2 separate regions of the Larimichthys crocea genome follow, and region 2 is linked to region 1. A link is a contact called in public Hi-C data. All regions are on one chromosome and are shown on one strand. The core of a region is the stretch at or near the end of the contact, and the rest is flanking DNA. Distances in the headings are between cores, read along the strand shown.

Region 1 (7,261 bases), core at 3,526-6,025:
TCAGCAGTATCACTGCCGTACATTCCTGGGCCATCTGCTCAACATTGGAGACCTGGTGCTGGGGTGAGTAGAGGTTGTTGACGAGAAGTTCACACGTTGGTCAGGTAGGACTGATAGCAGTACGTTTAATGGTTTACATCTCACATTACAGCTTTGACTTCGCCAACTCTAACGTTAATGACGAGTACCTGAATAAGATGAACCCTCACCACGTCCCTGATGTGGTAAGACTCTCCTGCACTTCAATTAACATCCTCATTGATTAAACCTGGTGGCTATTGTTGACTGAACACTGACCTCTGGTGGCGATGTAAAATTGTGACTTTAGATTTGATTATGTTCTCAGAAGAAACACTGCATGACTGCACACTACATGAAATGTATATAGACAGTCTGCTGTGGTTTAAATTTCTACAACCCTGCATGTTGACTCTCTCAGGTGCTGATAAAGAAGAGCTACGACCGCACCAGGAGGGTGAAGCGCAGGAACTGGAAACTGCAGGAGATGGACAAAGACCGTGAGGGCATGGACACAGATGATGAGAGGTAGAAGAGTAATACTGAGTCTCTGAACTGTCTTGAATGAAGTAAACCTTCAAGAATTTGTCTTCTAGGATAAGGCGAGCCATGTTCTATACTTTTGTTAATTAAGATAAACTAGTTTTTAGTAATCATTACTTAAAGAAGAGATTAAAGGAGATTTGCAGTGCATTAGTTGGGGACTATTTTAAGACGTGGAGTAATACATATTTGGTGCTTTAGTGAGTGTTTACAGCAGTAGCTCTATGTTTTCTGGAGTGACTCAGTTCAAACTGTCATCTTGATGAAAGAACATGTCAGCCAGTGCAACAGCGTCCCTCATTTATGTGTTGTAATCGTTTTTGAACACCGGAGCTCTCTGGCACAAAAGAATAATCTTTTTCAGGCTCTGGTACACACATAGACACACACACAGATAACACTTGTTAGTCACATTCATTCATTTTGTTTTCTGTTGTTCTTTGTTGCCAATAAGATGCAACATAATTATCTTTAAAAACAGATGTTTTTTTATTTTGTAGTTCCCGTGAAAATCTTTACAAAAAAAATCCAATAATAATGATAAACAAAACTTTAAACCTCAGCTGTATTTTGACGTCTTGTGTAAAGATTCTGCATGAATGTCTCCAGCAACAAACGAGGAAAAACACTTAAGATACCTGAGCTGATGACTAAAGCCATGAAGATGTTTTCAAAAGTTAGTGAATAGTCTGAAAATGTGCCAAGAGTGCCAATATCCTGTAAATATATTTTTCCCTGAAATGTCAAACCACATGAGTTTCCTTTAACTTGCTTTTCTGTCTTCAGACAATACCAGGACTTCCTGGAGGATCTGGAGGAGGATGAAGCTCTGAGGAAGAATGTGAACATCTACAGAGGTGAGCAGCTGGAGACCAGTGTCCCCAGAGATTACTGCCCTTTTCTTGGGATGTTTGTTTCCATTGTTGCAGCTTAAATTGTTCCGTTACGGCTCATTTACTGTCAACAACTGCTGAGGCTCCTAATATATCTAATGTTACACGGTATTATAGTTGGCAGTTAATGAATAGATGTTTTGTTTATTATTTCAGATGTGTCAAAGATCCCAGTGGAGAGCGACACCGATGATGACGGAGCACCTCGTATCTCTCTGGTGGAGATGCTGGAGGAGCTCAGTCTGACAGACGCCACAGGAGGAGAGGGCGCTGACATGATGACAGAGTAGCCGGTCGCCGTCCTGCTTGTGCGCCACTGATGGCTGATCTGTCAAATACAGGTCCGCTGATCCCAAAGCGATATTGTTACAGAGCTGAGGACTGATTGAACCATCAACAAATCATGTTTCATACTGAAAATATCCACACTTCATAAGACTGTGGTGTAATCACTCATTATAGTTAAAAGCCCATAAACTGGGTATAATGGTGCCACTTGGTAACAAACAAGTTTCTGTAGAGAAACTGGACTCTCTGGATTCCTACCTCCACTATAGGCTTATGAAATTCAGATTTTCATATAAAGTTTTGGAGTGATGTTGAAGTGCTTCTAGATCACCATATCAAAATAAATATTTGTCCTAATGCCTGCTTTTCACAGATCTTTTCGGCTTGGGGATATAAAAGACATTTGCTCAGCACTACATACTAATTCAATATAATCTTTAATATTATTATAGAAATGATATCATATGTGATGTCAGATATTCAAATTGCATCCTTGGAAAGTTACTGTGGATTAAACTTCACAATCTAAATATTTTCTAAACTTTAATAGTTGCTTTTGTTTTTCATGATTTTTCTGGAGCTCTTTCACCACCATCCAAAATTATTTTAAATGTTTATCAGCTGTGAGCAGCTCCTCATTTCTGTCCTATGGGAGAATATTGTGCATCAACAAAACTTGACCACATTCATGTTTCATACTGTGTGGATTGTTATTTCTAGTGTGAACACCACCAGAGGGAGCTTTGGAGAAGGGAAGTAATGCATTCAAATAGCCACATTTATAAGAAGCATAACCAAGCCTGTTAATGCTGCCATTGGTAATATACAGACACTCATCCAGCTGCACCACCTTTTCAGCTAGAGTGAGCTCTCATATGGGCTGAAGCTGGACATGAAAGTTAGGATTACTGCTGCTCTGTAAACACGGATGTCCTCATGTGATCTGGAGTGACGTGAAACTGATTGAAACGGCTCCCGACTCCAACCTGTCACCATTTGAACACCATAGACACAGAATCAAACTTTTTTTTTTTTTTTTTGTAAAATGACACATTTAGATTCTTTGCGCCCAGAATTTCTCCCAATTAGCTAAAAGTATTCAAATATTAGACAGATTTTATGATGTTTGATTAAAACAACACACAGTTTAAAAGTAGGAAACGACAGAAATGTTGGAAGAAAGACAAATGTTATAGGCAAAAGTTTTCAAAAGATGAAGCAGAAGTTTTGTTATTTCTGTATATCTTGATTCTAGCAGGAGATGACTGTCTGTGAAGGTTGTTAGTCATCCAGGTCATCCCTTCATGAAGGGTTAAATCTGGCAACCACAGCACCGAAGAAGCCTCTTGGGTGAGGGGTGAAACATCTTCATGGATCTACAACCAAGTCCAATTGCCCATGACTTATCCCTTCTTGACTATGACTCATATCTGCTTTTGCATCTTCATCTCATGTTCCTGTGATCATATCGCTGCAGTATGATGGATACAATTATAGGAACACAAAAAGGGTGGAGTGTACTTTTTAAAAAAATCAGTTTTAACATCAAAGTTTTTTGGATGATCCCATTTTAGGACATTTCTTCTCCTCAGGGTGAAATCCAAACCATAATTGAACTGAACACTTAACAAGTTCGTTGAAGAGTTTATCTTTTGTCACCAGATTTGTTGCATGGTTATGCAGACCTATTGTATAAAGCTTTATGTAATCTAAGACACCAGAGGAATGTGTGTGTCACAAGCCGTATTAGTCTGTGTGACATGACTCACATGCAGGGGGGAGGAGGAAGCCAGGTCTTGTTTTTCACCAACCTGAGCAGGTTGTTAACGGTAATCAGATCTACTTGGGAAAACGAATGAGCTGAATCCCTTCTGGGTGTGTGTGTGTGTGGAAGTGGGGGTGGTGGGAGCAACAACAGTGTGGAGCAGGGGTTCTTTTTTTTTCTGATCACCCTCCTGTTGACCTGATTTTCTCACCAACTTTGCATGTGCCCAAACTGAGCTTTGTCTCTGCAGCCCCATTTACCCAATTTCTAGTATTACAGTCTCACTTTCAAAGTATAAGACGACAGATTAAACGTTATTAGAGCAACAACACCTGAAGGATGTTTAGTGTTGGATGTTTGTTATCCGATTTGAATATTACTTTCCCAGATACTTGTGGTTGAGCCGGTCAGGACAGCTCATGTCAACAAAAAGCAGTTGAAGTACCTCAAAGAGTGTTTAATCAACGTTAAGGGGAAATTTTGTTCATGCACTGTTTGACATTTTAAACCAGTCCTTTCCCTTGTGAGGCTTTTGTCAACAACAAAAAAATCGCACTTTCCATGCGTAAACTGTGCGCCACGGCGGCACTGCCCGTGTTTACACATCAATAATGCACAGTGTTGTCAAGTGCAAGAATTGAGGAGGTCAGCAACCCTCGGGCAGATAAGAGATAAGATTTCCTAACTGTATGTCTGATTGCCCCAAAACAAAAGGCCAACTTCTCAGATTATATGATATATTTTCCAGTGCTGTGCGTTTTCTTTTCTTTGTTTACGCACGTTTAATCCGGAAACGCAGGCAGAGGAGGGGAGGAAACCTCAGTACTTATGTGAATATATACTTTTATCTCTGCGCACTGTGGGTATTTGGTGCCTTTCCAATAGGAACAGAGCCACATACTGTGCGTGTTAGCGCGTAATGCTTATGTTTCATCTTTATAATATATAATCATACATCTGCCACCGAAATACCGGAACACCTAAAAGAGCAGAGATATGACAAGTTCTGTTTTGTTCATTCATCTCCAAATTTCTTGGAGAATATTGTAGCGCATGCAATATAAATGCAGTGTTTGCTTATGGCAAAGGCACTCAGACAAGTGAATCAAAGGCTGACAGTGCATGATTTAATATTTCCATATAACAACTATTATTAAGTACAGCATCACTAGGCTGCGGTATCTGTGCATACCAGTGCACTGTCTGTGCTGTCTCGGCTTGTTTTTTCCATCCTCCTCCTCCTCCTCCTGCTGCCGTTGCTTACGTCAGAGGTGGTACTGCGGCGCAGCGTCTGGCTGCAGCATGGTGGGACGGATGCGCAGAAGGATGCGACACGGACTGGAGAAAGTTGAAAGATGCTGCACAAGGCAGTGGACTTTACGTAGCTAAAATAGAGCTGCAAACAAGACGTCACTCTTCCTCTCACCTCCCATGACAGGACTGTTTTCTTTGGGCTGCGTAAACACACACACACACACACACATATACATACATACATACACACACATGTATGCGTTCATCGGTTACTCCACCTGCATGAACTGTGTGCCAGGTGAGTCGCTAGTGTAAGCACGAGTAGTGGGTGTGGTGTCTTCTCATACACTGTATGACCCACTACATATAGGCCAGTGGCATAACACTGAGGCAGCTTTTTTCGTTTACACAAAGCAGCGGAGCAGCAGCGGGACGCGGGCTGGTGTCTGTAGCTCGTCCTGTAATTATCTCTCATTAGTAGATATCCAGGAGATCAGCACGTCGGCTGCTCAGGTGAGTCATTGGTTTCAGTTGTACACAATACAGCGCCGATATATCCCCTCTATTAATCTGTCTTATAAAAAAAAAAAAACTAAATTCCTTAGTTAATTGAGATTTTTTTGGTGATTACATGTATTGCATTCTATGTGCAGATCATTAATCATGCACCAACTTGGCAGATAGTTTAACTGTTGCTGAAGTTATTTTGCAGTTTTCAGTGCCAAACATGTTAAAGATATTTTAAAAAGATCTTTTTATGCTCCATAAATGCGCTTTGCTGTGAGTAACTTCAGCCCTGCTTTATATATAAAGGAAGTTCATTTGGTTAATGTGGTCCTGTAGCTGTATTGAAAACATCATCGTTTTCATCATCGCCCCCCTCTTTTATTTTTATCTTCTAGTAAACCAGGTGTGTGCACCTGCACTTGTAAGCGCACCTGTTTGTCCCCGCCCCCTACCTGTGCAGCACGATCTGTTAACGTCTGCGAGCTGTGTCACGTCCATGTGGGAACCCTGGCTTTCATTTTATTGGTGTTTCTCTACCCACACAAATGAATCCTATAAGACCCAGAGCTCCCATGAGGCCTGCTTGATTGCCCCGCTGTGGGTTTGGAGAGGCTAGAGGAGCTTTTTTATTCCCATTCACACATCCTAATTAATAAACACACAGTCTCAAAGACTCTACGAGTTATTTTCCATAGCGGAAGATTGTAATGTTATGTTATTATGACTTAAGAGAGCGATAGATGTACTTATCTACTGAGATACAGGCTGTATTTTAGATGGAAACTGTCTTTGAAAGTATATTTACTCAAGTACTGAATTAAGTCCTTGTACTTTACTTGAGTATTACCATTTAATACTACTTTATTCTTCATCTCTGCTGCCCAATGTATAAATAAAGTACTACAAAGATTGTAGACTTTAATCAAGTCCTGCTTACACAATAATGCATCTGCAATTCATTCATAAAATAAATACTGACAGGCATACATTTTTTACTACTGTGAGTACATGCTGTTAATACTTCAACATTTTGAATGCAGGACTTGTAGTGTAGTATTTTTTTCCTTGAAGTACTTCCTCTGTGTCCTCTGTGTGCTCATAAGTGTGTAGTTTTTCCTCTCTTAATTTGACGTAATCCCTCTCTTCCAATCCTCTGTCCTCCTCCCTCACCGCCTCCTCTGTGCCTGTGTCTGTATCCTCTCCGCATCCGTCATTCACACTATCTCTGTCTCACGACCTGAATCTCACAACACTCCACCTCCATTTCCCTTCCGTCCAGCTTGCAAGATGAGCTTCAAGAGCTTTACGGATTACCTGGCCTGGCTGTACTACCAGTACCTCCTCATCACCGGCATCTATGTCCTGGAGCCCTGGGAAAAGTCCATCTTCAACTCCATCCTCTTCTCCGCCATCGCCATGGTGATCTACACCTCATATGTCTTTGTGCCCATCCATGTGCGCCTCGCACTGGAGTTTTTCTCTGGGATCTTTGGCGGCCAGCCCGAGAGCACCATGGCACTCATGAACTAAAAGAAGGAGAGAATATGGGGGGAAGAAGCAGCGACTGGGTGGATTAGCATAAGTCCCCAAATCATTTCCTATAACTCAACTTCTCCTCAGCTCCTGAAATACCTCTTTACACAATGTTCACCCTTGTCAGTCACCTCAGCTAATCCAGACTGAAAACATGAAGATCTTAGCCTTAATATCTTCTTTACATCCTAAACCCTCTGGCCTTACCCCATGGTATTAGACTCACGACTGTACAATGCTTTCACACCCTCGCTGTGAAACGTCTTGTGAAATGTTGTTTGTCCTGTTTGTTTTATCCCACCACATGTCCTGTGTGAATGCATACCACCTCTGGGTTTTGCATGATAGGGTCATATGTGGGTTGTATATTTGCATGCTCGTCTCACAACAAATGCTCCTAGACTCTTTTTTTTTTTTGTGACAGTCTTTAAAGGGGCAGTCCAGCGATCTAGTTTGTCAC
Region 2 (7,261 bases), core at 3,462-5,961, 150 kb before region 1:
TCTGGCTGAGTGCCTAGCCGTCTAATGGATGGAGCCCATCCTCTCTGGCCCACAGAGTTTTATCTTAGACTAACAAGCAGATGCTGCCATCGTTGCTCCACTCTCGGCACCTCGCTCATCAATCTCTCCCCTCCACTTGTCTCGATCTGTCTGCTTCACCTCTCTCTCTCCTCCATTTCTCTCTCCTCGTCCTCATATGCCTCCTATGGCCAATATCTTTCTCTGCCGCTGCCTCGTCGGAGCCAGCAGGCATCCTTCTTCACTCTGGCATGGCCGCTTCCCTTCATCAGACTGACAAACAAGGTGGAGAGCAAACTCCCGCACAGATACACACACATGCATATGCATGCACAGGCACACGCAAACTTGTTTACAGTTTGAAAAATCTGGATAGTTTCATGGGTGTTGCCTGCCATCTGCTGGTGTAAAAACATAGTAAAAACCAAGGGCATAAAAAGGTTGACGTGTTAGCTCTTTGGTTGTTTTAACTGCAGACTTTTATAATGCAGGAGGCTGTTCAGCAGAAAGCAAAGGCTCTTTGAATATTGCTTGTGTTGTGAACAATTCATCAATGGTCAGTTCAGTCGCTTATTCGTGTCTTATGCTGAAAGGTTTATTGATGCTTGGCCAAGAGTAATGGAGGATTTATCAATACATTTGTCACGACATGATGCCGCCTCAATCCTGAAGAAGCTGTCATCTCTGGCTCGCCCTCAGCACACAACTCTATGTCAATAAATGATCATACTCAACGCATCTATAGTAGAAGGTATCTGCCGATTGGTCATTAGTCGAGTGAGACATCTCTATCCTATGACCTCAGTTAGTATAGTAATGATCAGAATGACTGCTGCTTTCCTACACACAAACATACATCTGCTTTGCATCTCAAGTAGACACATCAGTGTCTCTCACAACCTAAAATAACACTGTCCCTACAGTGACCTCAGGACATATGCTTGACCCTGCATAACTTCCATATGTGGCAGGACAGAAGAATTCCCTTCACAGCTGGTGTTCAGGACAGGTTATCCTGTCTGATTTTTGTTATTTTATTTTGATTTATATTTGTGAAATAACATTAATTTAGTTTTCCTCACAGAAATGAATGAAATGCTGAGATACAGTCATATTTTATTAAAAGTTTTCTTACATCCCTTAAACTCAAGAAGGCCCCATAAAAGCCTTGGCGACACCTAGTGGGTGTCGGGACAGTTGTGATAGTTGCATGAAGACACACAGACATACCTTTTAGCACACTACAGCAATCTCTTGTGTCATGTTACATATATAACACAAGAATTATCCCAATGACTTTCACACAGTGTGCTAAAATCAAAGTTGCATACGTGTATGTACTATTCGCATATCATATTTAATTTGAATAATTAAATTGAGGCCTGAAGAAGTAAAACTCAGGTAACGAAACAAGGAACAAGGCAACTATTAGATAATCTAGAGTAATCTAACATCCACTTAATATATTAGATATTATATTGGAATATAGATGTTATAATAAAATCAGCAAATGCAAATGTAGGGAAACAAGCGATCATTTGACTGTGCTGCGCAACAAGGAAAATGATATGAAAATCAGAGATGCCAAACAGTGAGGAGAGAGAAAGGTGAGGATGCCTCAGCAAAGAAAGGAAAACAAAAGTAGATACATGATTTTTAAACGTGCTGATAACACGATCACTGTATCAAAAAAGAACACAGACAGACTTGTGACTTTGGGCTATACAAATAAAATTGATTTGATTTGATTTAGATGTAGTGCAACATGTGCTCTGTGAGAAAGTGAAGGCAGAAAGCCGGCAGTGAGGGGGAGGAAAGGAATGAAAACAGGTTGATGTTTACCTTTGTTTTCAGGCGCAGGGATATCTCCGTCTCTGTAAAGCAGAAGAGATAACACTCAGACAACTCCACTAACACTACACAGAAATTACCGGGAATCACGTGTGGGACGTCTTGGATATACGATGGCAATCATAGAAGAACTTAGAGACTGCAAGTGATAGTTCTTGAAATTGTGCACACTCTTATGCATATTCTCCACTTCTGCTTTTGAACAGGAACACACATAGTCAAGTGAAAAACAGGAAATGTGTACAAGCTAAGCCGCCATCTCACTTTTTCACACTACTGACACCAACCCATCCTGTCAAATGATAGGTTCACCCTCACACCCATACTCTCCCACCCAGGTCTGACCCACTTTCAGGGCAGTGCCGATGTTACAGGAAAGCAGCCATGGAAAGATCCTGACTGAGTCAGATTTAAATTTATTTCTGCTTTCATAACTAAAGTTCAGACAGGCTGAACAAATCAAATTCAATTTAATCATTTATTTACTTTCAGTGGTACCATATTGTGATGATATAATAATCTGGTGTATCATTTTACAAACCACTGCTGTCTAAGTTAGTGATTTCAAGCACACAGTGAATAAAAACTAACAAAATGAGTAACTGAAAGTTTTGTTTTACACACATCAAAGCATGTAACACATAACTGCATTGATAATCATAGCACACGTAGGGTAATATTCTTGTTGATTAATTCAACCATCACGCCCAGCCCTGCACGGCAGACATCAAAACCAGTTCTTCCTGACTTTTCGGCTCTTTAAAACTTTTCATATGTGCTTGACAATCGGGGAATGTAGTATATCAGACAAACAATGACTCCCAAGTGTTACAGCTCAGATGTTGCGCCTGACTGGAGCAACCTGTTGACGCTGTGTGAGCTTTAACAAGAGGCAACACGCCTGAGATCCATCAAGGGGGAACAAAAGCAAGTTCACCATCAGCAGGCATGGAAAAGTAGGTCATAGCATGTCCTGCCCTGCAACTTGTCATAAAAAAAAAATGCACAACACAAAAGCAAAAAGATGCATGAGGAAATTTGGATTATTAAGCCTGACCAAATCGTGGTCTTTTATTTTGCTGCCTGTTCATCCTGATAAGGCACTGTGGTTTCCTTTGTACTCCAACATCTGTACAGGAAACACAGTTTTCGTCTCTTCAAGGTCAACAAGTTGGCAGCTTCTGCGAGATACTCACACCACAACAGCACTGAGGCTCATTAGTTACCATGGCAGTCATCTATTCCTTTGAGAAAAAGGTTACAATAAATTAAATAAAAAAACTCCCTGCACGAGTTCTCAGACTTCCTTTGCTCTCGCTTGTTTCTATAAAATGATAACAAAATCCTCTATGAGGGTGTTGGTCTGTGTCTGGCTTAGAGATAACAGCCTACAAAAAATACAATGAAAAGAGGACGTCTGTTTGGAGATAAACAACTGTCAGTCGGCCTGCAACTAATTCACAAGTAAACAAAAAACCTGTTGCCCTTTACTCTCTTCATCCATTAATATTACACCTCTCTGCTTTCACTTTGATGTTTATATGGGTCATAAGGGTCATAAACATAAAAAAAAAGTGAATGTTGAGCAGCTACTGCTTCTGATATAAAGTTTCCTATAAATTAAACTACTAATAGACATTAAAATGTAACTTCAATGAACACGCATGTTATATAATGTTTATAAAAAAAACATTTGTGGTGGTGTTTATTCAGGGACTTTTCCAGCCCTCATTACCAGGTGAATGATACCCAGGCAACCACAGGTAGTATTTACATAGGACAATGAGCTTATGACTCATCAGTATCACCTTCACTTGTCTGTGGTTAACAATACAGGTTATGATGAATATTAAAAATGAGGACTGTTAAATTAAAAACTACTTTAAATGGGTTCAAAACAGCTGGCACGTGTGTTTCACATTATAATGAAACACTGTAAACAGGAAGTCACTATTAAAAGCTTGTCTGTGGTTTTTCCTCTTCTGTAGTATTAAAAAAAATCGCTTTATGTGATCACGGCTACAAACATGTTACGATGATGTTATTCAGTGACTCATCACGATGCAACAACACAGCAGCGTGAGGCGCAGGCACAACAAAGAGATCACCTCTCTCTCTTCTTACTTCCTTTTTGCACCTAAGTTTATCTATACGTGTTGATAAACAGGAAGCAAGAGTAGCAGATGTGTCTTTTCTTCATTTTTCACATGCACAAACGCAAATCCAAAAACCGTGAGTAACAAAAGAAACCACTTCCTGTCTTGACGCGGAGCGATTTTGGCGCAACAGACATCACCATATCCAAAAAAACTAAATCCAGAGGTTATGGTTTGTCTCTTTCCCTCGTGGTAACAACAAAAGTCTTACCCGTCCTCCAGCTGAGAAGCCGCTCCACAGCTCGCCATCTTCGCCACCATCCTCTCTCTGTAACCAAACCCCCGTTACACTTTCTGTTGTGCAGCACCTGCGCGTAAAAGCACCTGAATACGATCCTATCATCGGCTATCGATGTCTCGTTAAAGCGCTGGGCGGTGATTGCAATCGGAGCCCTCGTGGCTTAACTACTTCGCACACATCGCGTGTGTATTTGTGCAGCATCCCTCCAAAACATCTGGATTTAGATAAAAAAACAAAAGAAATAGGGCGCTGATAGTTTCCAAAATAAATCCCCAAAACACTTCGCTCTGCAGCGGGGATGTGGATGTTTTGTTTCCTCTCATAAATACTGTGCTTGTGTGCGGTTAATAGGCCCCCACGTGAAGATCTTCACATCATGTTGTTGAATTACGCCCCGTTCACGCAAAACAAAGAGACGCTTTCAGGATCAGCGCTGCTGCTGCTGCGCAGTTACGGTGCAGCAGCGAGGACGCACACCAACAATGTGGGCGGGGATGCAGCATCCCGCCTTCAGCATGGGCTTTCATAAAGTCATGCACATGATTTACAGCCGGACATTTACCACTTACTTATTAACAAACAATGCAGTGAGAGGTTGAAGTGGATCAGGGGATATTTGCTACACATTGTGCGCTTAAATCAGCTGCATGTTTGCGCTCCTGTTGTTTGCGCAATAACAATAGAAAGTGAAACCAATGCACATTTTAAACACATGCATCCTCAACTTTTATAGTTTATCCTAAAAGCAACCAGTCCAGTTAAATGCAGAGATAATAAGACAAGTAAAGCACGCTGAAATAAGATGGATTCATCTGAGACATATTTGTTAGTTGCACATTTTCTCCCACACATAAAAGAAACAGCCAGCACACACCACACAGTACAACTAGGTCATTTTGAGCGGGAAAACATGCACATCAAATGCTGCTGCATTACCAACCAGACACCACCAGATGTCCCATCAGACAACAAAACCAGTGCAACACATCAGCAGCGCCGCCATGCCTCCACAAAATATCCACGCACCAGAAGACACATTCAAATTAGACTCATGCGTTTGACGCGTGTGTCAACATGGAGTTCAAATGGAAATCTGCTCGGTGCAAGAGAGAGAGCAAGAAAGGTATGGAGATCTCTCTGTGAGTCTCTCAGGTGTCCAGTGAGTGGAGTGAGTGCAGGATCAAAGGCTTTCCTATTGATCTTCCACTCATTGATCTTTTCCTTTCCTACTCTCTCCATCCATCAGTCCAACTTTCACTCCAACGGATGGATATGTAGTTTGCAGCAGGGAGGAGAGAGAGAGAGAGACACACACACACACACACACACACACACACAAAGACAGACAGATGCCGCAGACTAACAGGGACATTATCCAAGTCTCAGAGTCTAAAGGGAGAGATCAGCTCCTCAGTGCAGGAGGAGACAGCACAACATCAGACTCAGTGGCTAGACGATACCACCCCAATACCTCTGGAAATTAGAGGAGATAAAGTGAGAGAAGTGGAGAGGGAAAAAGGAGATGACATGGAAGGTCAAGAGGAGAGGATGAGAAGGAGTGAGAGAAAAGATTAGCTCATGGAATAAAAGAAGGAGTCGTTCAGGTCACTTAAAGTATGAAATTATCAGAGCTGGAGACTTGAAACTTGGATTCGATTTGGGCCTGACTGCCTGAAGATTTGACATGAGACAAAAAGCTGAGCAGACTTGACATCAAATCAATCCAAGACTACGGCTGTAGCCACGCTCGCAACTCTGTGAGGCTGAACTAAGACACAGTAAAGCTTTGAGCTAAATTAGGAATCACCAGAGTTATTACAATTCATTCTGAGGGATCAAAGTCAGAAGTGTTCATCCTCTGGGCATCATGAATGTCGGTGCCGATTTTTACACTAATGCTTCAAGTAGATGTTGACAGACTTCCCTGGATAAGTGACAACTTTGACCTGTTGACCTGTAGAAAGAAAGACAGGGGATAAACAGAGTCATTTGGATTCATCCTCTAGGGATCATGAATGAACTGTGCCAAAATTTATATTGATCCTAAGTAGATGTTGACATATTTCACTGGATCAGTGACAACTTTGACCTGTTGCTGAAGCTAGAAAACAAAGTCAGAGGATCCCCAGAGTCAGAAGTATTCATCCTCTGGGGATCATGAATGACTGTGACTGTGAATGTTATGCTAATTTTGAAGATGATGTTGATATACTTCTCTGAATAAGTGACACCTCTGACCTGTTGGTGGAGCTAGAAGAAAAGTCAAGAGATCAACAGAGTCATCAGGATTCATCATTTGGGGATCATGAATGCTTGCGCAATATTTAATCTGATGGGCATTTATTGCACTGATTTCTATCTAATAGCTATTGTGCTATCATATTTAGCATACTAAGCATTACAGCAGACTGGAAAAACTTGCTTTTTGACTTGCGAGTCAAATATCAAAGACTCGATTTGGACTTTATCCAAAAACCCCTGGAAATTATATATTTTTCCATCATGTTGTAATCATAAAATGCTGAATCAGATATAGGTATTGGGAAAGAACTTTATCAAAAGAAACAACTGACATAGTCTTTCCCCCCGCTGTGGCTCAGTTTAAACAGTCTTTCATTGTGTATGTGTGTTATGACAGGGCTTTTTTTTTTTACAGATCGACCAACCTGTTTTGAAAGATGATGTCACACACCCTAGAGGGTTAATATGAGCCCTCATTGTGCAGACTCATTATCCATCATACACACACACACACACACACACACACACTCAAAATAACACACAGAAAAACACAGTCACTCACATATAAGGACACTCAGTCAAGCAGGAGGAAAACTCATACCTCTGTTGACTTTATAACATACGTGCGTTCACGTACGCAGATGCACAAAAGGTGTCCTCTTACTCTGGAGATGAGGAACGCCACATCCTTTCAATTTCAATGGGCCATTTCGCCATCAGGGCTGAGTTATCACTGGAAAGATCAATACTAACA

Evidence for each region. A called contact is a pair of places that touch in the nucleus more often than the background predicts.
Region 2: a Hi-C map of muscle shows a contact between it and region 1, with 2.4 times the contacts expected there. The contact joins the promoter of si:dkeyp-97b10.3 here to the promoter of sptssb in region 1. A contact is called at or near these places in 2 of 7 Hi-C or Micro-C datasets (both in muscle).

The regions. Positions count from the first base shown.
Region 1 is chrVII:17,959,499-17,966,759 of L_crocea_2.0, reverse strand. It overlaps sptssb (serine palmitoyltransferase, small subunit B), which reads left to right and starts at 4,775. Exons shown (of 3, transcript XM_019279396.2): 1 at 4,775-5,059; 2 at 5,179-5,274; 3 at 6,548-7,261. The coding sequence starts at 6,556. The coding sequence ends at 6,798. It overlaps nmd3 (NMD3 ribosome export adaptor), which reads left to right. Exons shown (of 16, transcript XM_027280878.1): 12 at 1-63; 13 at 152-224; 14 at 440-546; 15 at 1,348-1,418; 16 at 1,611-2,099. The coding sequence ends at 1,744.
Region 2 is chrVII:18,106,314-18,113,574 of L_crocea_2.0, reverse strand. si:dkeyp-97b10.3 (NACHT, LRR and PYD domains-containing protein 1) reads right to left here and starts at 4,711. Exons shown (of 17, transcript XM_010738195.3): 1 at 4,237-4,711; 2 at 1,861-1,892. The coding sequence starts at 4,286.